Regions from separate parts of the Callithrix jacchus genome. Here region 2 is linked to region 1. The links are chromatin contacts, called in public Hi-C maps. All regions are on one chromosome and are shown on one strand. The core of a region is the stretch at or near the end of the contact, and the rest is flanking DNA. Distances in the headings are between cores, read along the strand shown.

Region 1 (4,845 bases), core at 2,065-4,564:
CCTCATTATTCCCCTGAGTACCAGAATGGTGTAGAGGTGACACGCAGGGACATTGCTGCTTGACTGCCTCACTTCAAGGTCCAGCTCTGTGACTCTGGGCAGAGGACTGGACTTACGTGCCCACTGCACCAGCAAAATGGGAATTGGGCTGTTGTGAGCATTAAAGTGGTTGACTTATGTACAGAAAGCATTTTGAATCCCTAGAGGGAAATGTTAGCTATTCTTACTGTAGTATTAGCTGTTATATGTCAGAGATGAGAAGACAGAGGATTATTGCTCGTGTGTAAAGACTGGATTCCACCATGCTCCACAGCAAGTGCTCCCCTGAACTCCAGACTGCTTCTCTCCCATTATAAACCTTCCAGGGATGGTTACATTTAGCTTATGGCCAGGGCCTTAAAAGAGTTTTAGACCAGTGTGTGGGAGAGAATTTGGGAAACCACCTGAGTCTTCTTTGGACCCCAGAAATTATATCCTCATACAAGAGGGTTGACAGTGACCAGCAGTGGGTCTCGACTGTTCTGAAGAGGGCTGGTGGCATTGGGCAGTGGCCCTGGTGCCTGCGCCCTCCTCTTCTCAGAACTAGGATGAGGGCCCATGATTCCGACACTAACTTCTTTCCTGCCTTTCTTTGTCCCTATGCCCATCCTAGAATACGGGTAGTTTTTCCTGAAAATATGGCAGAGGTAGAATTTAAATCCAAGCCTGCCTGGCTCCAAAGCTTCCGTTCTCTCTGTTCTTGGTCAGTTGCCCCACAGCTGCTCAGACATCTGTGGCAGACAGAAGGATGAGACCATAGGGACTGACACAATCATGACTTGGCCTTTGTGTGTGGTGGACGAAGTGGGCAGAAAACCAGCACAATGGCCAACTCTGGGTGCAGGCATATCCATGCATAACCAAGTTACCTGATCACTCAATTTATAAATGCAATCAATGGAATGATCATATACACTCACGTAATGTGATGCAAGGGACTCCCTTCTGCCCCAAAGCAGAAAAGTGTCCAGAGGTGTCCTTGGTCAGGCAAACCATAGTTTCAAGGGTGTAACATTTTCTGGAGCTCACATCATGCCCTGAATCTCCTAATTAGCTTTGTGATCTTGAGCAAGTCTGTTAACCTCTCTGAGCCTCAATGTACTAATATGCAAAACAGGGCAACAAATCCTTACCTCAGAGGATTTTCCACGTTTATGAGAGGATGTATACAAAAATGCCAGGGACTGGTACACAAGCCATGTTTATGAAACATGAGCTTTCCCAGACAGTGTGAGAACCCAAGCATGATCTCACTTAGTACCCCAGACATGGAAGATCGGGAAGAAGGCTTTCTGCACACTGGCTCAGGTCCTCCTTGGTAAGAACGTGAGCCTGTGTGTCACTTCACTGCACTGTGAGTGTTGGAAGCCCTTCTCTACCCAGTACTACAACCAGCAGCATTTTAGAGGGGGTGTCCAGCTGCCTTCTGGGGTGCCCTAGGCTTCTGTGCCTGTCCACCTGCCCTTTCTCCACTGTCAGATCCTCACAAGCTCTTCAGTGTTGTGCTCATTGGTTTCATCAAAGCAGGACAATACTTGGCACTAAGTCGACAAAATTCTCAGTCTGGCAGTGAGTCTCTAAATGTCCATGATCCTGCCTTCTCAGGGAGAGAAGGAGGGACACAGAGGGCAAGACTGCATCCCAGTTACCATGCCAGGAAGCCACATCTGAAAGAAAGCTCCTCAGAAGCCTGAGCACAGGCTGTCAAGGGAGTAAAGAAGACATCTGGAGAGATGAATATTCTGAAAGAATCTCTGCCAGAGGAGAAGGGAAAAGGAAAGCAGTTATCCAGGTCCAAGGGCATGAGTTTCCAAGAGATTATTCATCATGACTAGAGGATGACTGTTGACTAGATTTATTCTACAGGTGTGGAACGAAAAGCCTTGATACATTTTTTTCAGCATTTCCTGCTCTCCATATAGACTGTTCTCATTCTGCAGGGCTGGGGCTCACCCAGTATTCAACGCCAAGCCCTTGAGGTAGTAAAAGGAGTGAGGTGGCCAGACGTGGTGGCTCATGCCTGTAATGCCAGCACTTTGGGAGGCCAAAGCAGACAGACTGCTTGAACTCAGGAGTTCGACCCAGCCTGGGCAACATCGTGAATCCCTGTCTCTACTAAAAATAAAAACAGCCAGGCATGGTGGCTCATGACTGTGGTCCCAGCTACTCTGGAGGCTGAGGTGGTAGGATTGCTTGAGCCCAGGAGTGTGAGGCTGCTGTGAGCTGTGATCACACAACTGCACGCTAGCCCGGGTAACAAAGTGACAGACCCTGACCCTTAAAAAAAAAAGAAAAAAGTGAGGGGTTTGAAATCAGAATCCCTGGTTCAAGCTGTTGCTCCATCTAACCAGCATATGACCTGTCAGATCCCAAGTTCCTTGTCTGAAAACGAGGATAGTTCTGCTTCAGGGCTGTGGCGAGTGGTTGGTGAGGTTGCGTCTGAGGAAGGAGACTGTAATGAGGAAACACGGCAGTTACTGCCCACTTATTTTTCAATATGTGGGAGCTCTAATTTCTCTTAAGACAATCGGTCCTATCTCAGTGAAGGAAAAGATAGCTATTAAAGTGTTTTGTAATCTTGAGGGACCTGAAAAGATTTTAAAGAGCTGAGGAAGAGCAGCCAAGCGCTTTCTTACCTGCTCCTCATCCGGGCCCCATAATGTTGGGGACAAATGGGCCCTTTTAGGGGAGCTTCAGCTAGCGGCTGCCGTCGGGCCTCGGGCAGGCCTCCCTGCAGGCACACAGGCGCCGCCAGCAGCTGGTTGGCAGCGGGGAAGGGCGCCCTCGGCGCCACACTCACCTTGGGTCTGGGCCCACATTAAGCACTTTTTTTTCATGCGCCATTTTCCTCCATCAAAAAGTATTAAAATGATATTTTATGGCTGTATTGATGAAAAGTGAATGTATTCCCGTCTGAGTTCATGACTATATATTCATTATTATTAATTACTTTCATTATTTATTTTTCCTTACGGTTTTAATAGAACTGTAATTTAGTTTCACAGCAATGCATGATGAAGCGCATTTTGGCCACGAGGGGGTAGCATGAGGTCACTCGATGCTCACGGGAAATGGGGTGGGAGGTGGCTGGTAAACAGTGGGGAAAGACAGCAACAGCCACCACCTCTGACTCACAAAGAGCTCTTGCTTCTCACGGCGGTTCCTCAGAGCGTGTTGTGTTTGCGCCTCACCACATGAGGCCCAGAAAGCCAGCGGGTGGGGCAGGAGTTATTGCCCCACTCAAGGGCCAGGAAAGGGAGGCTCCCCCTGGGAGGGTCAGTGTCATGCAGGGTCACACAGTGGCAGAGGCAGGCGGACCAGAATCTCCTAGCTCCTGCTGCAATGCTCCTCCCTCGGAGCCCCAGACAGCCCGGATACTCTAAGCAGATGGGACAGGGACCAAGAAGCAAAACCTATTCTCATAATGTTGCCCAGCTGAGCTCCTCCATGAGCGCCCCAAATCATCGCTGGGGAGCCCCGCAGACCCCGAAGCACCTCTCTACGTTCCACCTCAGGGTAGAAGAGACCCTGCATTCCACGCCCGAGCCTCACCCCAGCCTCCCTCGGGGCCAAGCACGCCTTTGTTCGCTCTCTTCCTGACCACACGCATGAGCCTCTAGGTGGGAGAGACGAGACGCTCAATTCCTCCTTTGGAATATGCAGGAGCTGAGCAGTCACATCAAAAGGCATACAAGAGGCAATTCACTGTGCAAAGGGAACAGAAAGAAATACGTGCAGTATGAGCTCTCGGGCAGGAGGTACGGTGAAGAAGGAAAGGCCAGACACAAAACACAAAGCATAAAATGATCCGATCTCCGGGAGGCAGTTTTCTACCTCCTGGGAGGAACACCCAGCGTGTTGCCTGGCAAAGTGTACTGGGCACATCAAGAACAATAGGCCTTTCTCTCCAGCAGCCAAGCACATGCCCAGGAGAAAAGGAGCCCAGTCTTAGGAAGGCTAAGTCCACGCAGGGGCAGGGGCAGTGTAGGAAGCTAGTTTATAACACAGATGCTTGCACTGAGCCTCTTCCTGAAAAGGTGAGGCGGGTACATAAACCCATGTGAAAAATAAAAAGAAGACTTTTCTTACTGGATGAGAGAAAAAAGATGGTTGAGTTTTTTTAGGGGAAACATAAGATGCCAACAGTCCCTAAAATAGATGTGTCAAAAGGCAACCTGGGGTGGTTTGTTCTCTTACAAGGAGAACTTTTGTGGTCCGGAAGGTGCCAAAAACATCCTGGGGATAAGCAGTCCTTGGTAAAGTGGGGCCAGTCCTGAGGTGGGGGAGGTGGCCTTACATGGAAGCCTCGGAGAACTGAAGCAGGTAGGTGGGGGCCCCTGGGTGCTTCAGGTGCTCGGGACAGAGGTGACATCCACCCACTGAGCAGGGTCACTGGATAGGCAGGAATCCCTCCCCACTCACATACAGACTGACCCGAGTGCTGGTCTGGTGAGGCAGGCCCGACTGGAAGAGGAATGACGGACCTGCCACATGGATGAGGAATAGAGTCACAGTTCCATTTCTGTCTCTCCTCCGTCCCACCCCTGACTCCTCCATGGGATTGGTGAGTAGAGGTGACAGTCTAGTCTAGATTGGGAAGAGAGAGACTGAGAAACCAGACGGAGAAAAGGGAGGGCGCCCTTGGCAGAATGCCTGGCATTCCTGAGGCTGTGGATTCTGTACCTTCCTGGGAGGAGAGGCACAGCAGTCACAAGCCATGGTTATCTCCGGCAGAGCCAGCCTGGCTGTTGGCAGGAACTCTGGTAGAGGATGACTGACTTCAGAATTGAAGAGGGCTTTTAGGAT
Region 2 (4,952 bases), core at 1,690-4,189, 620 kb after region 1:
CAGTGCTGGGTATGTGGGAGGTGGAGCAGAACAGGGGAGGATTGGTAAGCCCCCAATGGTAGTGGCCTTGCTGCATGGATAATGTCTCCTTTCGTATAGGCAAAGCCTCATCTTGCTGCCAGCCAAAGCCTTGCTAGGGAGAACATATTTGGGGAAGAAAAATTACTTAAGAGTTTTCCTCTGAAATGTGTCCCCTTCCCCTTCAGCTGCCTTGCCTACTTCCACAGCTTTTAAAACTCAGCCTGAGACTTACATCATATGCCATCCCCAGGCACTATGACTGCCCCCAGGAATGGCAGTGATCTCCCTATATTAGCATGATAGCAATCCTCAATTCCTCTTTTTTCTGCCAAGCCATGTTGTCTCTCTTTCCAAAACCTGCAGAATCCATCCACTTCCCTCCACCTCCAGGGCCACTACCCTTGTCCAAGCCACCATCCCCTCTTGCCTGGACGACTGCCCCCGCCCTTCATTCTGCCTTGCACACAGCAGCCAAAGTGACCTTCAGACATTCAAATAGTAGCATGTCCCTCCTCTTAAAACCCTCCACAAGGACTTGTTACATGTAGCATGACCTAACCCCATGGTGTCCTGCAAGATCTGGCCCTGCCTGTCTTTCCAAGTCAGTGCATCTGCTATCCCCTGTGCCCAACTACATGTTGACCGCATTGGCCTTAGGCTGGCAGTTCCTGGGAAAAGCCAAGGTCCTTCCCATCTCAGGGCCTTTGCACTGCTCTTCTCTGTCCCTGAAATGCACTTTCCTGGACTCTTCTCATGCTGTGTGAAGGCATGTGAATAGTTGTCAAGGCATGTAAAAAATGAAGGTATGTGAAGCCCTCTGAATAAACATTCCAGAGGGGCTTTTTACAAAGACATTTAACATAGGCTCACCCATTTCTGAGCCTCAGTTAAATAAACATTTATTTACTTAATAGTCCTTTTCACAACCTGAAATCATTTTGTATATTTATCTGTCTCTCCTACTGGAATGTAAAAATCCCCTTGAAGGTTTGACAATGTTTTTCTTCTTTCCTGTGGTATCTCTAGTACCTGGTATACTGGCTCTCAAAGATTTGTTGAATGAATGAAAGGACAGATTGTTTAATTAATTCACTGTTCTCAGCAGCATATGAGCTTTTTGAAGGCTGGGTCCTGTTTTTACTCATCTCAGTCGCCTCACAGCCTAGTATGGTGCCAGGCATAGAATAAGTGCTCCATAAACATTAGTGAAACTGAAATCATTGGATTGAATTTCAGTCCTTTTTTGTACAAACTGTTCTATCCCCTCATCACTGTGTACCCTTATCTTTTCCCAGAGCATAAATGAAAATAACAGGGAAGAGGTGGCGTTTATAAGAGGGAGAATTCCTCGTGCAGGTACAGGAAACAGAATCCAGGAGGAGTTATGGGTTGGATATGGCAGTTGTTGGAAGCAGAGAGGCAAAGGTGATTACATGGCTACACAGCCCTAAGAAGGCTGGGGGAGTGGATAGGGGTTCTATACCATTTATTCCACAGTGTGTTCTGGGCTATTTTAAAAAAGGATTTTAAATCATGTTTTTCCCTACCTCCACCTCTTTCCTTCTGGGAATGGTAACAGGGCTATGTGCTTGTTGCAGGGACAGGTGGATAGGGAAGAAGCTGTGACAGTTCCTTTCCTCAGTGAGCAGGAGAAAAATAGACAACCTTTCTTGTTTTAGCAGGTAGTGGCTATGGCAAGAATTGTGGGGAGGATCATTCTTAGGGTTTTTAGTAGGGTTGAGAGTAGGACAGACTCAGGACTAGTTGTGGCCTTTGGGGAAAGGAGGTGGTCACAATGGATACTAAGCCCCACCCCTCTCCTTAGAGCTCCTAGAAACATCCTTTTCACCCCACCCACTGCTACTACAGGCTCCTCAGAATATGGCTGCAGGCCCCATGTAGTGCCCTACGGCTATGCTCAGGATAGGGAATGGGGATGGGCCTCCTAAATTTGCTTCTAGGGAGCTTTGATCCTGGAAGTCCAAAATAGAATTTTGAGCTCATTTCTCTTAAAACATCCCAAGTATTCATTCAATAGATCTTGAGTGTTTAACTAAGGGACATATATAGTAAGTACCTAGGAACTGGAAAACCAGTGGAGAAGCAAGAAAGACATAAGGTCTCTGACCTCAGAGGACTTGCAGTCTATCAGTAGAGATAGGAAGTTATACTACATTACATTATCATAAAAGGTATCATGGGAGGGGGACTACAAGATGGTCAGAAAAGGAGAACAGAAAGAAGGGGCTCAGCATACAGTAGTTGGGCAATATTTGTGGAAAGAACAGATGAGTAAACGATGTATGTATAGTTTCCTATGATTTAAATTTCCAAGCAAGTTATCAGGCAGGCTTTATGGTGAGGGCTGGGAAGTAAGTTGCCAGGCATAACATTGGAATGTACTTTTCCACAGAAACAAACCATCCTGAGAATGAGCTTTGGGAACACTTCCTGTTAATAGGCAGAGAACAACCCTGGATCCTTGTACTGGGAAAGTGTTCTGTTGCCTTTGTTCCCCCTACACTTGCCCCATCCAGAAGGATAAAGGGAGAGATGGGACACTGCCTGGAAATAGCCTCAAAGGCACCATTAAATTCCCTGGTGTTTGTTGGAAGGGTCTGCAATACTTGCCTGAATGGCACCAAGGTTTTCAATGAGTTGTTCAGGAGTGGATGATCCCAGGAGCACAGAACTCACACCTTCATTTCTTAGGCACCACGCTGGGAAAAGAGGAAACTGGGTCAGGTTATCAAAGCACTTCCCATCATTGATTAGCTTATAAACACCAGGTACAGCTGTTTGTTGCAGCCAAAATTTATTAACTCCTTTTGTGGAGGATGTACAGTGCTTTCTAGGGTTAAAAACCTGAGCAGCACTCCCTGTTGTGTAGATTTGACAGAATCTGTGAAAGTCCAGCTGGGAGGGGAGATGGGAATGCATAGAGGCACTGGACCATGGATTGTAAGATTCTCTCCAGCATGCTCAGCTGCCCTCAAGTAGAAGCAGAAAACACAGATGCAGTACTGTCTTTCTTGCTTCTCCACTGGTTTTCCAATTCCTAGCGCACTATATGTCTCTTAGTTAACACTCAATGCTCAGAGCTGAAGGCCTTTTTGCTTTCCACATAAAACCCTGTCACCACACTGGGGATTCAATCCAGCTACCAACCCTAGAAACACATTGTTATTCCTGTTATTTCTGAAAACAGCTAACACTGCTCACCACCAGATGGCTGGATTCCTGTTTCTACGTTGGCCCACAACCTCCTGTCTTCCCATTGTATTCATGGTCTCACTTTTCCTCATCTGTTGCTTGTAGTCCTTGTAGACTCTGATTTTCTGGTTCCTTCGTTCCCACCTACCTGGCAGCACTCCCTGGACCTCCCTTTCTTCCTAACCCAAGATTCATCCTGTGTTGATTATCTAAATTACTCTCTTACAAACCCTTATACCTCTCACTTCCTCTGCTTCCTTAGCAATTCCCATCAGTACTGCATCTGTGTTTTTGGCTTCTACTTGCTCCTACTTGTGGGCAGCTGAGCATGCTGGAGAGAATCTTACAATTCATGGTCTGGTGCCTGTATGCATTCACATCTTCTCTCCCAGCTGGGCTTCAGTCAGCTTGGCCAGCCTTACTCTTGGCCTTGGTCATCTCCTTTCTTTTCCTGAAATGACCTTAAACCTGTACTATTAAACCATCTAATCAACCCCTGTCCCTTACAGTGGATGACCCTGTCCTAATGTATATAGAAAATATATACATTTTAGCATGTCAACAAAACATGCTAAAATTTCTCCCATTCTAAAATAAGCTTCCTCTGACCCTTTATACCTGCCTAGATACTGCCCCAACCTTCTTCCCCTCTTAACTTCTAAAAGGTCAGTTCAGATTCCCTTACTGACCTTCTTCACATTCCAGTCACTTTCTTGCTCTGTCCAGAAGCCAAGGTCACCAGGAGCCTCCTGGTGGTTACAGTGGACTTCTGAGTCCTTAGCTGCCTGAAAGTTAGTGTTGCTGCAGACTTTTAGATGCAGTGTCTGCTAAGCCTCGCTGCTAGATGCCTCACAGGCTCTGCAAACTTCTTGCTATGATGCCTGGCCCTCTTGCATTCCCAATTGCACTTGGGGGCATCACCAGCAATGTGGCTTCCCAATCTGGAAACCTGGGAGTAATCTTTAAGAACTGTCCTTTTCTGACCCTCTTTTTCCTTTTAACTGCTAAGTCCAGTTGATTATTCCTCCTAAATATTCCTCTAATCAAGTGGTTTTCAAACTTTGGTATGCATCAGAATCATTCAGAGGGCCTGTGAAACATCCATTGTCGTGGCTCACTCCTGAGTTTCTGATTCAGAAGGTCTGGGGTGCGGTCTGTGCATTTTTTAACACACTCCCAGGTAATGCTTATGCTGATACTGCTCATCTGGGACCATGCTTTTTTTTTTAAACCAACTTTATTGAGGTAAATTTACCCATCAAAAATTTACCCATTTTAAGTGTACATTAAATAATTTTTATAAGTTTACCAACCACCATTTTTAATGTGCAACCTTCATTTTAATCCAGTTTTATAACATTTCTGTCACCCTAATAAGATCCCTACCTCAAGTTGAAGGCAAACACTGATCTACGTTTTGTCTTCAGATTGGTCTTTTCTGGACATTTCATCTAAATGGAATCATACAATAGGTGGTTGTTTGTTCTGATTTTCACTTAGCATATTTTTTCTAGGTTTTTCCATATTGCAGCATGTACCAATATACCATTTCTTTTTGTTGCTGAAGAGTATTTCATTGTGTGGATACAGGGCTTAGTTTGACAATGATCGCTTTGGGTCAGCTGTCTTCTCTACCTTAGTCACTGCTGCCCTCACTCACGCCCTCACCATCTCTCTCCTGCATAACTGGTTTTCCTCCCTTGCTTGAATTGTCCCCT

What was found. A called contact is a pair of places that touch in the nucleus more often than the background predicts.
Region 2: a Hi-C map of skeletal muscle shows a contact between it and region 1, with 3 times the contacts expected there. The contact joins two enhancer-like sites. A contact is called at or near these places in 2 of 3 Hi-C or Micro-C datasets (induced pluripotent stem cells and skeletal muscle).

The regions. Positions count from the first base shown.
Region 1 is chr17:28,407,162-28,412,006 of calJac240_pri, forward strand. No RefSeq gene overlaps it. Among named protein-coding and RNA genes, the nearest start is that of CCNL1, 31 kb to the left of the region's middle. Within about 2 kb of position 3,315, at least 13 of the 16 cell types and tissues checked have an H3K27ac peak or open chromatin away from gene starts, as enhancers often do. A contact at or near this core is called in skeletal muscle, where this site is marked.
Region 2 is chr17:29,023,267-29,028,218 of calJac240_pri, forward strand. It overlaps KCNAB1 (potassium voltage-gated channel subfamily A regulatory beta subunit 1), which reads right to left. Exons shown (of 14, transcript XM_035278146.3): 13 at 2,653-2,741. Among named protein-coding and RNA genes, the nearest start is that of SSR3, 23 kb to the left of the region's middle. Within about 2 kb of position 2,940, at least 2 of the 16 cell types and tissues checked have an H3K27ac peak or open chromatin away from gene starts, as enhancers often do. A contact at or near this core is called in skeletal muscle, where this site is marked.